4 separate regions of the Mus musculus genome follow, and all the other regions are linked to region 2. A link is a contact called in public HiChIP or PLAC-seq data. All regions are on one chromosome and are shown on one strand. Each heading gives the region's core, a stretch centred on a gene start, on an enhancer-like site or on the middle of the called end of the contact. The rest is flanking DNA. Distances are from core to core; before and after follow the strand shown. Region 1 overlaps Pvt1 (Pvt1 oncogene). Region 2 has its middle 170 kb from the start of Gm41333. Region 3 has its middle 8.7 kb from the start of Gm30113. Region 4 overlaps Pvt1 (Pvt1 oncogene).

Region 1 (2,700 bases), core at 43-2,542, 380 kb after region 2:
ACGAGTTAGATCGATCTTCAATCTCAAAGGCAGATTATAAACATGTCTTCCATGCTCAGAACTACAGTGAAAGGTCCCATCCTGTGTGCATCTACTGAGTGCTTCAGTGATCAGCTGTCCCTCACCCCACAGAGATCCCTGCACATATTGAACTTGTTTGTGCCTGCATCTCCTCCATGGTCCTTGAACCAATCTCCTAAATTAGCTTGGAGAATAAAGAATCTAGACTCCTATGCTACCAGAGCACAAGCTACAAATGGCCAGGTTAGGTTCACTCTGCCTTCATCCCATGCCCCACACCCACACATCTCTGCAAATACCTTCATAACTACATGGCTGCTTTTTCATTGAATTTGAGGAGCAGGAGGTAGGACTTTTGGGAATGATCCTATGAATACAGGGGCAGCAGCCACTTATTCCCTCAGTGGTACTCTGGATCAGAAACAGCCGCAGAGAGGAAGAAGAAAAGGAAGAGATGGCCTGTGTAGTCTAGTACACACTCATATACACTTAAAAGTGTCAAACAGGGCTCTGGAGAGTTCTTTGGCAAACATGAACTCACCCCAGATAAATGGCTCTGAATAGGCAGTGGATCCAAAGCTACCACTTCTCCCCGGAAATGTTCAGTCTCATGGGAGAGACAGGACACCTCAAAGAAAAGGACACAGTGGCCGTGAGCTGAGAGGCAGAGCAGCTGAGTCTGTCAAGGAAGCCAGAAGGGGATTTACAGACACTGTGGCAGGTGTGAAACCAAGATCAGGTGGAGACGGGGATCAGCTGGAAGAGTCAGGAAACTAGCCGAACAGTCTGCTGGATGGCAGCTTTGGTGATGAGGCTGGTGTACCTCTGAGACAGCGTTCCTTACTTCTTCACTGGGACACTGACGGTGGTGGCCTCTTCTACTACACCTCAAGGAGTCTTTCCAAGAGTTGTAACACACTGCAGCCCTCCAAAATAGAGTGTCCCATCGGAAGTCCCATGAAGGGTTAAGAAATGGATGTGGGAAGATGGAGAAGGCAATTGCATCCATGCCCCTAACAGACCAGCCTCCGAAAAACATGAAGCCCTAGATGCCAGAGAATGACTGTGCCCTGTAGATTTGTACTAAGCTTTCACCTCGATATATCACCCAAAGAAAGAAAACTGGGAGGGGGGTGCGAATTCCAAAAAGATGACGCAGCCCTAAAAATCAAGATAGAGAATGCCCCGAGCAACTCATAGCACGGAATAACTGAAATGGAATTTCCTCCCCGTCAGTGGAAGGCACAGGTTCTCAACTCCAGCGAGGGGGGCCCCGGAGCCAGCCATGTGAATCAGCTCCTTGTTTGCAGTTCCAGGGAACCAGAGTCAGGAAGGGGCTGGGTGTGGAATGTGTACTTTCTTCAGCTATCACTCTCCCCCCACACACACACACCCCTCCCCTTCTGTTTACACCCTCAGTAAGACTGCGGCTTGGGCTACCCCACATGTAGAATCGCTGAGGTGATCATTCAAAAGAAGTCCTTCTGGGCTGGGAAGTAACTCAGTACAAAATCCAGAAGAACTGGATTCGATGCATAGCACCTAATAAAACCAGACTATGTGGTGCAAACTTGTGATCACAGCAACCAGGAGATAGAGGCTGAAGCTTAGAGTCATTCTCTGCTGTCCATTAAGTTTGAGGCTAGCCTGTGGTACCTGAGACCCTGTCTCAAGTGGGATGGGTTGGTGGGGGGGGGGGGGGACTAGACAGGGTGCTGATTTAAACTGGTGAGGATTTAGTAGGAAAATGCCAGAACTTTCTGGCTTCCTCTCCTCAATCTGATCATTGGAGGCGCCATGTAATCAGCTAGGAATCCAGGAAAAACGGTCTGAACTAGAGAGCAAGGAGCAAGCTTCCTCTTCCACCAGCCCTGCCTGTCACACCTGCATTCACTGTCCCCTAGCAGACAAAAAGGCACAGCCTCCAGTCATCCTCCTGAGCACTGGCTGGCTTAGGTTTATGACTTCCAGAGACTGCGGGAGAGCAGTGACTATAAACAGAAAAGGCCCTGTCACTTCCACAGGCTTCAGGTATCCAGCCTCTTGCTGGTAGTCAGAGTGTCTTCTGAGGGCCCTTGATGTCTGAATCTGCAGGAAGCAGCAACCTGCCACCTACGGACTAAACGTGGACACTTGTTGGGTAGCAAGCAGATGATGGAGAAAGGTGTGTCCAGAAGCCCCAGGGAAGGGATCCCATCTTAGAGTGCGTGCTAGCTGGGGACTGGACCCCTCCCATCTTCCATTTCAACACTTGCAGGATGACGATTATACAGCTTTTTCACCTTTGGAACTGCTAGGAAAATTAAATCGAACACTGGCACATTGGGAATGTCCAATAAAGTAGAACATGTAAAATCCTGGACGTTGGTGTCCACCCAGACACCATGCCATTTGATATATATGTGAGAACCGGGTTCACATCAGCCCACAGAAGCATCAGGAAGGCATTGGCTTCATCAGACAACAAAACTAAGCCACTTTCCTCAGTCTTACATGGGAAGCAGAGGGCATCAGATATGTCAGTTAAGCCGTTTATCGCTGGTTCATCACACCACGGAGGGGGGCCAATCTGATCAGCCCCACCTGAATTCCCCCAGTTTTCTCTTTCCCCCTCCCCGTTGTTTGTCGTTATCTAAACATTTATCATCCCCAGGAAGATGCAAATGCTATGTGAATTCA
Region 2 (2,700 bases), core at 188-2,687:
CATACATACATACACCACACACTAAGTAAATGAATGTATGAATGAATAACATGGAGAAAGAAAGGAAGAGAAAACCCATTTACTGAATAATATATATGAGAGGCATGAGAATTGAACTCTTTTCACCAAGCTCACACAGTCAAGGCTGAATCCACAATGAGACAATGTTTTGAAATAAGGACTTTCAGGAGGTAATTAAGTTTGAGCAAAGTCAACTGGGTCCTGATCTAAGTGAACTACTACTCTTATGCCAAACACCAGAGGAAAGACAATAAGAAAACAAAAGAAGGGCATTGTCTACCCATTAAAAAAAAAAATCCTATAGACACCTTATCTTGAAGATCAAGTTTCAAAAATTGTAAAATAATACATTTTCAAGTTTATGCTAACATATTTATAGAGTTTTATTACACCAGACCTGCACTAACAAAGTGTATGATAGAAATCTTTAGCTGCATAACATGGTCATAGAAAGTGATAGGGGAAAAAAAAGAGAGGTTCATATCAAGATGTCTGCTCAGCAGAAAACCTAAGGACTGGAACATAGGAACCCCATAGTCCCCAGCTGTTCCGTCATCAGAGTTCTTCTAGCACGCAGAGTGAAACTCACACTCGTGGGCTATTTCCACCTAGATCCTGCGGGCTACATATATATTAAAACCAAAGGGTCCCTTTATAGCTGGACTCTGACCAGAATCATTATTCTGTGTTTTATCACCTGCCTAGCAGAGACCCAAGAAATAATGTTCTATGGCTTGTGGCTCAATGGACTCCTCTTGCTTTCCTCATGGCCTTCTCTAGGGATAGCACTCCCTTCACAGCGTGATAAGCTTCTTCTATTTCTTCTCATCCTCCATCAACATTTCCCCCCAAAAAATGTCTCTTGCTCTATTTAACTCTATCTTAGCTCTGCATGAGCTATTCTGAGCGAGCTGAATATAGGGGCTTTGTATAGAAGCTTCCTATTGGGGCTTCTTTTATAATCATCACCTGGATATATTGTCCTAGCAACCTGAAGAGGAAATGTTTTATTCCCATGTTCTAGAACAAGAAAGTAACATGATGGAGAAGAGGGGCTTGTGCCAACATACAACAGCTGGTAATGATGAAGCCACATCCTGTCTTCTAAAGCAAAGCATCCATTTTTGTGCCTGCCTCCAGTACTTAGGAAGACTTCATTCCCCTACCCCTCCAAGCCCTTCTGCCCCTGCTTGTAAGCAGTTCTTTTGAACCTAATGGGGCTCTCATCAGGTTTCTGAAGTCACCTCTGGAGAGGAGGCTGTCAAAGTTTCAACATAAAACCTGAAACATGATCTTTATGGGGAGAAATGAGAAACCTGTTAAGGAAGCTGGGGGGGAGGGGGTACGGTGTAGATGAGCAAGGTGTCCTGCAAGTGGACCCAGCAGGCCAGTCATAACTCAGGAATGCATCGCCTCATTTATCCCCTGACCAGGAGTCCACCGGGAGCTATTGCATAAGATGAGAGCATGGTCACTAGTTACCATGTGACTAGCAATCATAGATGCATGACAAAGCAGAGAGGAATGCAGCATTTGGCACACCGTTTAGAGGACAATAAACAGGTCCTAGTGAACTTGTGCATGCTCAAAAAGCACCCAGCAACTTGGTTAAAATGGGCAAGTCTAGACTATATCTCCTCCCTGTTAGCATGCTTGCTTCTACCCCTGAAAGGTCAAAGAAGGAACTCACTCATTAGTTTTCACTGCTTTAGGACTTAACATACTATTGCTAGAAGAAGCAAGTTAAAATCAAGTCACAAAGAATTTATTTGATCACCTATTGTGCTGTCATGCTGGGTACCAAATACACGATTGAAGTAAGACTTAAGCCTTAGGAAGCTTCACTATCTGAAGATAAACAGTCTCATTAGTAGTGACTAGTGTTTGGCAGGTTAAGGACAAAGGTTCTAGAAGGATCATATCCCAGTAATAATTACTATAGTTGTTGACCTATGAACCTAAGCACTTCCTAGCCTCTCTCAGGTCTTTTGTCTTCTGCCTCCTTCCAAGCCTACTTTCATTCTTATATTGTACTGGCGGAGCACTAACAAAGTCTTTGTCATCTCCTTGATCTAAGCACATACACCCTCATCATGTTTACATTCCCATCTCTAACTGGTTTCCAATGCATGGTCTTTACTGACAGTAAGTGTTCTAAAATAAACCATAATGTAGTAGAATGTACTACTATGACTGAGTAAAATCTTAGCTGGTTTTCTTTCTTTTCCTTTTTTAATGTTTTTAAGAGTCTTACATAACACATGTTGGTGTCAAATTCACTGTGCAACAGAGGTGATACTCAAACTCCTGATCCTCTTGCCTTTATCTTCCAGGTGCTAGAATTCTACGTGTGTGCTTACTGTGCTTAGCTAATTAAAAGCCCCCATTATCCTGACTGTACAGGTAAGGAAAGTAGACATATACAGACTTCTTACATTACTCAGCATCATGCTCCAAGAAGTCCAAACTTTAGGTCATTTCACTCCTAATGGAACCCAGAAAACAATGACTGAAGGTATGACTGTACAAGGCCAGACTATAGACTGGAAAATGTGCCTCTTTAGCAGTAGGATTATTTTGAGCTTGTTATTTTAAAGCATATAGACATGAGAGTAGTTCTTTAAAAAGTAGCTGCCTTCTTATAAGAAGAGCCACATCTATAGAGGAAGTTAACTTTGA
Region 3 (2,700 bases), core at 192-2,691, 460 kb before region 2:
ATCACTCCATAAAGCCCTCGTGCATGGGCAGAGTTCAGTGCAGTTGTTTGCTGCATCATAATAAGAATGTCCCTTTCTCCAATTTCCGATAGGACAGTCCTCATTTCTCTCTGAGACCTCATCATCTTGGAAAATATCTAGGTCTTTCCATATACCCTTTATTCTGAGCCATCACCAGAATCCCTCAGAATGCCTCTCATATACCATGGAACAGACCACTTCCAGCTTGTTGTTTGTGCCCTGCTTCTCTAGTTCCAAAGCCTTTTCTGTATTGTTAAATATTTTTATTCCAACAACCACACACTGTACTAATGGTTCCCAATTTAGTCAAGTATCTGCTGCTATAACAAAATATACCAGAAGTTCAATGCTTCTGGTAAGTTCAATCTAAATGAAGTAATTTTATTTGATTTATGGTTTCAGAGGTAAAAGTTTAAGATAACCAATCTACCTTATTTGTCTGGGCTTTGGTGAGGGGCACATTGATTTTTTTCACAACATAAAGAAGACTCTGAAAGGGACATTGAGTATGTGTAAAACGGATCATATGTAGGAGTGAAGATTTTATCCCAACTTGCAATTATGAGAAATCACCATATGAGACTAACAGGTATCCCTTAAGAAGTGATTTAATAACTACCTGAAGTCCCGATCTATTATAATTTCCATAGCAGTCCAACTTCGCTACGTGAATCTCTGGAAAATATTCAGGCCAGATCTAGATCATGGCAATAGTATAAAATGGATCTTCAATATTATCCAAACTACTAACCAAATGTGTATATTAATTTCAAAACTGGAATTGGCTGTAGAGTAAGAGGTGTTATTAACAGAGGTTTATCTTTAGGAAATTCTTTGGCTGGATATTTACAACTTAAACTATGCATGTGTTATTTACTTCAATTCAGTAGAAATCAGGGCTGAGTGTAGGAAATTATGATCTACTACTCTCAGTATTTGTATTTATTGTCTGTCTCCCATCCGTTTTCACTCAGACGCCAAGCTTTAGCATTTTGAGGGATGTTATATGACAAATGACTATCGTGATGATCTCTTGTTTAAACTAGCAGCCTGCTTCAATTGTAACAGCTTCATCACAGACTAAAGTGGAATGATGTGAGCACCCAAAGGTGGGGGGCAAATCTTGCCATTTGATGTGTTCTGGTACAGTGACTTTTAACGAGTCCAAATGTCACACCTGGTTCAGTAACTTTTCATGGTTCCCATAATCCATGAATCATGCCATCACTGAATTACTTTTAGGGGAAATAACTTGGGAAAGAGCATATGTTTTGAAAGTTGTTAAAAAGGAAACTGTTCACATAAATATGTACAGGGGAAGATGAACATATGGAAATTTTCATGGTGTGTTTTCCTCTAGAGTAAATGCAAAGGAATGTAAAACCACAGAGATTCTTTTCCCGGGGTTTCAGAGAGTGATAGCAGAAGTCTTTAAAAGACACGTAATGTAGTCATGTTTGGAAACGGCTGATTCATAAAAAAGCGGTGTAGCATACGGCTATCTTTTTGAAGCACTCAGGAAACTTCAGCTTTCTTTTATAAGAATATGAATAAGACTTTAGCCACATGGGAAGTGAGACAATGCTATTTTGCTAGTAATTTTTCATTTAATGAAAAAATCTGATGAAAAATACACATTGTTCTTCATCTTCCCACCTATGGACATCCAGCTCACTCTTCTGTGTAGGCAGTGGATTTCATCTCCCTAAAGTTTCCTCAGATGTCCTCTGCTTCATTTGACTTCACTGTTCCATAAACCTAAAGGAATGCATTTTTGTATTATACAGTTTTCCATTTGTTTCAAACATATCCTGTATGAAGCTGGGGCCATATCCTTTCAGACTACCAAGTCCCAAAAGGCAAACATGAACAGACATTCTTAGTGTCCAGCTCAATCTTGACCACACTAAAGAGGCTTTAAAATACAGGAAATAATCCACTTAACAGTTGAGCTCACTTAAATATATCTCCTTCAGTCAAGGGCAAACACTTCATATGCAAAATAAAATGAATTGCCATTTGTTAAGCCTTTGGGTTCAATCAGACTTAATGCTTTAAAAACAATTTATGTTATGTATTCTCAGGAGCCTGAGCAATGCATCCTCATTTGATGTCTAAGCAATTGAGATTCAAATATGGTGAGTTGTTTGCTTACGAATAAATGGCTAGGCTGAGGAGGTGGCTCAGCAGTTAAGAGCACTAACTGCTCTTCCAAAGGTCCTGAGTTCTATTCCCAGCAACCACATGGTGGCTCACAAACAATGTAATGGGATCCAATGCCCTCTTCTGGTGTGTCTGAAGACAGGTACAATGTAGTCATATAAATACAATTAATCTTAAAAAAAAAAAGAACATGTGTTTTCTTTTTAAAAAGAACAAAAAGAATAAATTGCTATTAAATACAACATTTGCCTTGTATATGCATGTATACATACACAGACACATGCACACATATGGAAACAACTGCACACACACACACACACACACACACACACATATATATATTCTCATATGTGTATATGTGTGTGTGTGTGTGTCTATGTATATATGGAAACAATAACAAAATCTACCACTTCAGTGTTTTCTTTGCTTCAAAGTCAATAAGAAGCCTTTCCTGACTTTCTTGTAGATAGAGAAGGAAGAATTCTGCCCATCCTCTGGTGACTAGACAGGACTCTT
Region 4 (2,700 bases), core at 125-2,624, 360 kb after region 2:
CCGGCTATATTGACTGGAGACAAGGCATTTTGTCTCTTTGAAACTTCATTTACTCCTTTACAACAAGAAATACAGGATCTGTCACTCGCAGGCTGAATTCATACTGAGAAATGAATGAAAATGCCTACCTTGGGGTTCAGCACACAACAGATACTGTCTAGAAATATCTAGAATAGAAAAATTGAAATATAGAATAACTAGAATAGAGAATAGAATATCTAGAATAGAAAAGACTGACATGTGTACACATGCATACACAGACAGACAGACAGACAGACACAGAGACAGACAGACAGAGATACACCTAGCTGGCCTCTCTGAATAGGCATCAAATTAACCTGTAGAAGAACAGTGAAGACAGGTGAATGTGCTGCTGTCCATGCAATCAACGAGCTAATAGGCACCCCTGCTTACTTCCTTCTTATTGGGGAGGGGGTGGGGGAGACTTAAATGAAGAAAAGAAAATTTAAATAGGGACAGTTGGATCCCAGCATATGCAGCATATGCAGAAGCAACAGCAGCACAAACAGAACAAAACTCCAGCCCTGCCTGCCCCAGAAGTGACTGTCAGTCAGTCCTACCCCAGCACTGCTTCTCCAGGGAGCAGCTGGCAAGCCACCATCACGAAGCCAGCAGTCTGTATGTTGCAGGCCCACAAATCCCAGCTCTCAGGATACGAAGCAGGGAGGATCATTTCACAGTTATCCCTCGACTACACAGTGAGTTTGAGGCCAGCCTAGGTGACACGAGATAGGGTCTCTGAAACATAAAATGAATTGAAAATCACTTTAACTTTCCCCACATCCCTCAAGAATAGATTCTCCCTCCCAAGAAGGGAGTCCCCATAATTTCAGGAAGCATCTAAAGACTTTTAAACCTTACAGAGCTCGTAAAGACAATAGTCCAGAATTTCCAGCTCAAAGCTTGGGAGAAACATTTGCATTTGTCTTTTCCTCAATTGAAATTCTCAAGGTAACTGAACCAAGGCTGCTCATCTCTCCTCTCTTTCTCTAGAATGCCCATCGTGACGGCTCAGGGGCACCCTCAGGCAGCTTCCCTGCCACTCAGATCTCAGACACCCGAAGCAGCACAGGGAGGTGGTATTCCTAGGAAATCTGTGTGACAGAAGCAGGAAGCAGGGCAAAGTGGCCCTGCCGAGTTTTCCAGAGGAAATGAGTCAAGGGGTGTTATGCAGTCACACATGGCCAGGCGAGGAAACGGCATTGTCTGGGGACCAGCACACAGAGCCTTATATAAGGGGCACCCTCTCACTTTCTGGCTGTGGCCGTATTTGGGGATTGGCAGACCCATGAGAAGGGGCACCTCTGGCCTATGTAAACAAGAGCTGCATTAGGGTGGCAGGCAGAGGTCTGGGTGTGGATTCTCACTGGCTCAATGCTAGGGAGGAAACTGACTCACATGTCTTCATGCTGAGCCACACACTGGTTAGGCTGCTGCTCTGAGGACAGACTACCAGTCTCCATCTGCACAAAGTATGCCTTCAATACATGCCAATCTGGGTCCTAAGGAAAAAACACGGTGCCACCCTATCACAGACAGAGAAGTAAAGCAGAAAGACACAGGGTCCTAAGGCTGCAGGAAAGTCTGGCCAGGGGTCCCTGGCAGTGTAGGAGAGGAAAACAAATGGCTGGAGTTCACAAGACATCTTCGAAATGAGCACACCTTCTCACAGAAATGAGACATCTTCGAAATGCCCCACAAGCAGCAAGCACAGAGAGACAGGAAGTCAGAAACACAGCAATCCTGCTGCATGAACCAGAGTGGCCCCTTACCACATTGAGCAGATTCTACAAATCCAACGGAATCAATTCAGTGGATGCAGCCCTTGATATAGTACAGAAGAGGAGAGAGAATCAGCTGCAAAGAAAGGGATTCTCTGGAAGGCCGCACGTGCAGACCAGCTTTGCAGCGCCCACACATACATGTGCAAACACATACACCTTCTTTTCAAAAGCTGAAGCCAGGTCTCTGGCTGAACTCAATCCTCCATGGACTTTGAAGAATCAGCATTGAAGCCGCACAGTGCTTGTGTGCGCCTTTAATCCCAGCACTGGGGAGGCAGGGGCAGGTGCATCTCTTGAGTTTGAGGCCAGCCTGCTCTACAGAGGGAGTTCCAGGACAGTCAGAGCTACACAAAGAAACCCTGTCTCAGAAAGAAAGAAAGAAAGAAAGAAAGAAAGAAAGAAAGAAAGAAAGAAAGAAAGAAAGAAAGAAAGAAAGAAAGAAAGAAAGAAAGAGGGAGGGAGGGAGGGAGGGAGGTAGGGAGGGAGGGAGGGAGGGAGGGAGGGAGGGAGGGAAGGAGGGAAGGAAGGAAGGAAGGAAGGAAGGAAGGAAGGAAGGAAGGAAGGAAGGAAGGAAAAGAAAAACAAACAAACAAAAAAATCAGAATTGAAGCCAGGTTTGTTTGAGGTTTCATCAAAGGGAAAAAAAATTCAGAGAGTTTTAGAAAGTTGGAGGTGCAGGACAAAATATTTGGTCCCTGTGTCATGTTAGCAGAGAACCTGACCTCATGCCTCATCACTCCTGTGTGCTGTGTATGAGTTTCCCACCTCAAGGACCCTGGGAGAAGTCTACTTCAAGGTAAAATCTAAGGCAGACACTGATGTGTAACTGACATCTGTCAATTCCCGCTCAAGCTCACAGCTATCTGGATTTCAGTTTCGGAGCCCGTCCCCACAT

Evidence for each region. HiChIP or PLAC-seq counts read pairs in DNA pulled down with a chosen protein or histone mark.
Region 1: a contact with region 2 is called in a FOXA1 HiChIP or PLAC-seq map of pancreatic cancer cells. The contact joins two enhancer-like sites. A contact is called at or near these places in 1 of 484 Hi-C or Micro-C datasets (nephron progenitors) and 1 of 115 datasets of contacts at active chromatin or transcription factors (pancreatic cancer cells).
Region 3: a CTCF HiChIP or PLAC-seq map of the NIH/3T3 cell line shows a contact between it and region 2, with 5 read pairs. The contact joins two enhancer-like sites. A contact is called at or near these places in 1 of 15 datasets of contacts at CTCF or cohesin (the NIH/3T3 cell line) and 1 of 484 Hi-C or Micro-C datasets (uterus).
Region 4: a contact with region 2 is called in a FOXA1 HiChIP or PLAC-seq map of pancreatic cancer cells. The contact joins two enhancer-like sites. A contact is called at or near these places in 1 of 484 Hi-C or Micro-C datasets (embryonic fibroblasts) and 1 of 115 datasets of contacts at active chromatin or transcription factors (pancreatic cancer cells).

Annotation. Positions count from the first base shown.
Region 1 is chr15:62,117,778-62,120,477 of GRCm38.p6, reverse strand. All of the region lies in intron 1 of Pvt1 (Pvt1 oncogene), which reads right to left. Among named protein-coding and RNA genes, the nearest start is that of Pvt1, 81 kb to the right of the region's middle. Within about 2 kb of position 1,292, at least 64 of the 459 cell types and tissues checked have an H3K27ac peak or open chromatin away from gene starts, as enhancers often do. A contact at or near this core is called in pancreatic cancer cells, where this site is marked.
Region 2 is chr15:62,499,943-62,502,642 of GRCm38.p6, reverse strand. No RefSeq gene overlaps it. Among named protein-coding and RNA genes, the nearest start is that of Gm41333, 170 kb to the left of the region's middle. Within about 2 kb of position 1,437, at least 61 of the 459 cell types and tissues checked have an H3K27ac peak or open chromatin away from gene starts, as enhancers often do. A contact at or near this core is called in the NIH/3T3 cell line, embryonic fibroblasts and pancreatic cancer cells, where this site is marked.
Region 3 is chr15:62,961,607-62,964,306 of GRCm38.p6, reverse strand. No RefSeq gene overlaps it. Among named protein-coding and RNA genes, the nearest start is that of Gm30113, 8.7 kb to the right of the region's middle. Within about 2 kb of position 1,441, at least 11 of the 459 cell types and tissues checked have an H3K27ac peak or open chromatin away from gene starts, as enhancers often do. A contact at or near this core is called in the NIH/3T3 cell line, where this site is marked.
Region 4 is chr15:62,137,950-62,140,649 of GRCm38.p6, reverse strand. All of the region lies in intron 1 of Pvt1 (Pvt1 oncogene), which reads right to left. Among named protein-coding and RNA genes, the nearest start is that of Pvt1, 100 kb to the right of the region's middle. Within about 2 kb of position 1,374, at least 73 of the 459 cell types and tissues checked have an H3K27ac peak or open chromatin away from gene starts, as enhancers often do. A contact at or near this core is called in embryonic fibroblasts and pancreatic cancer cells, where this site is marked.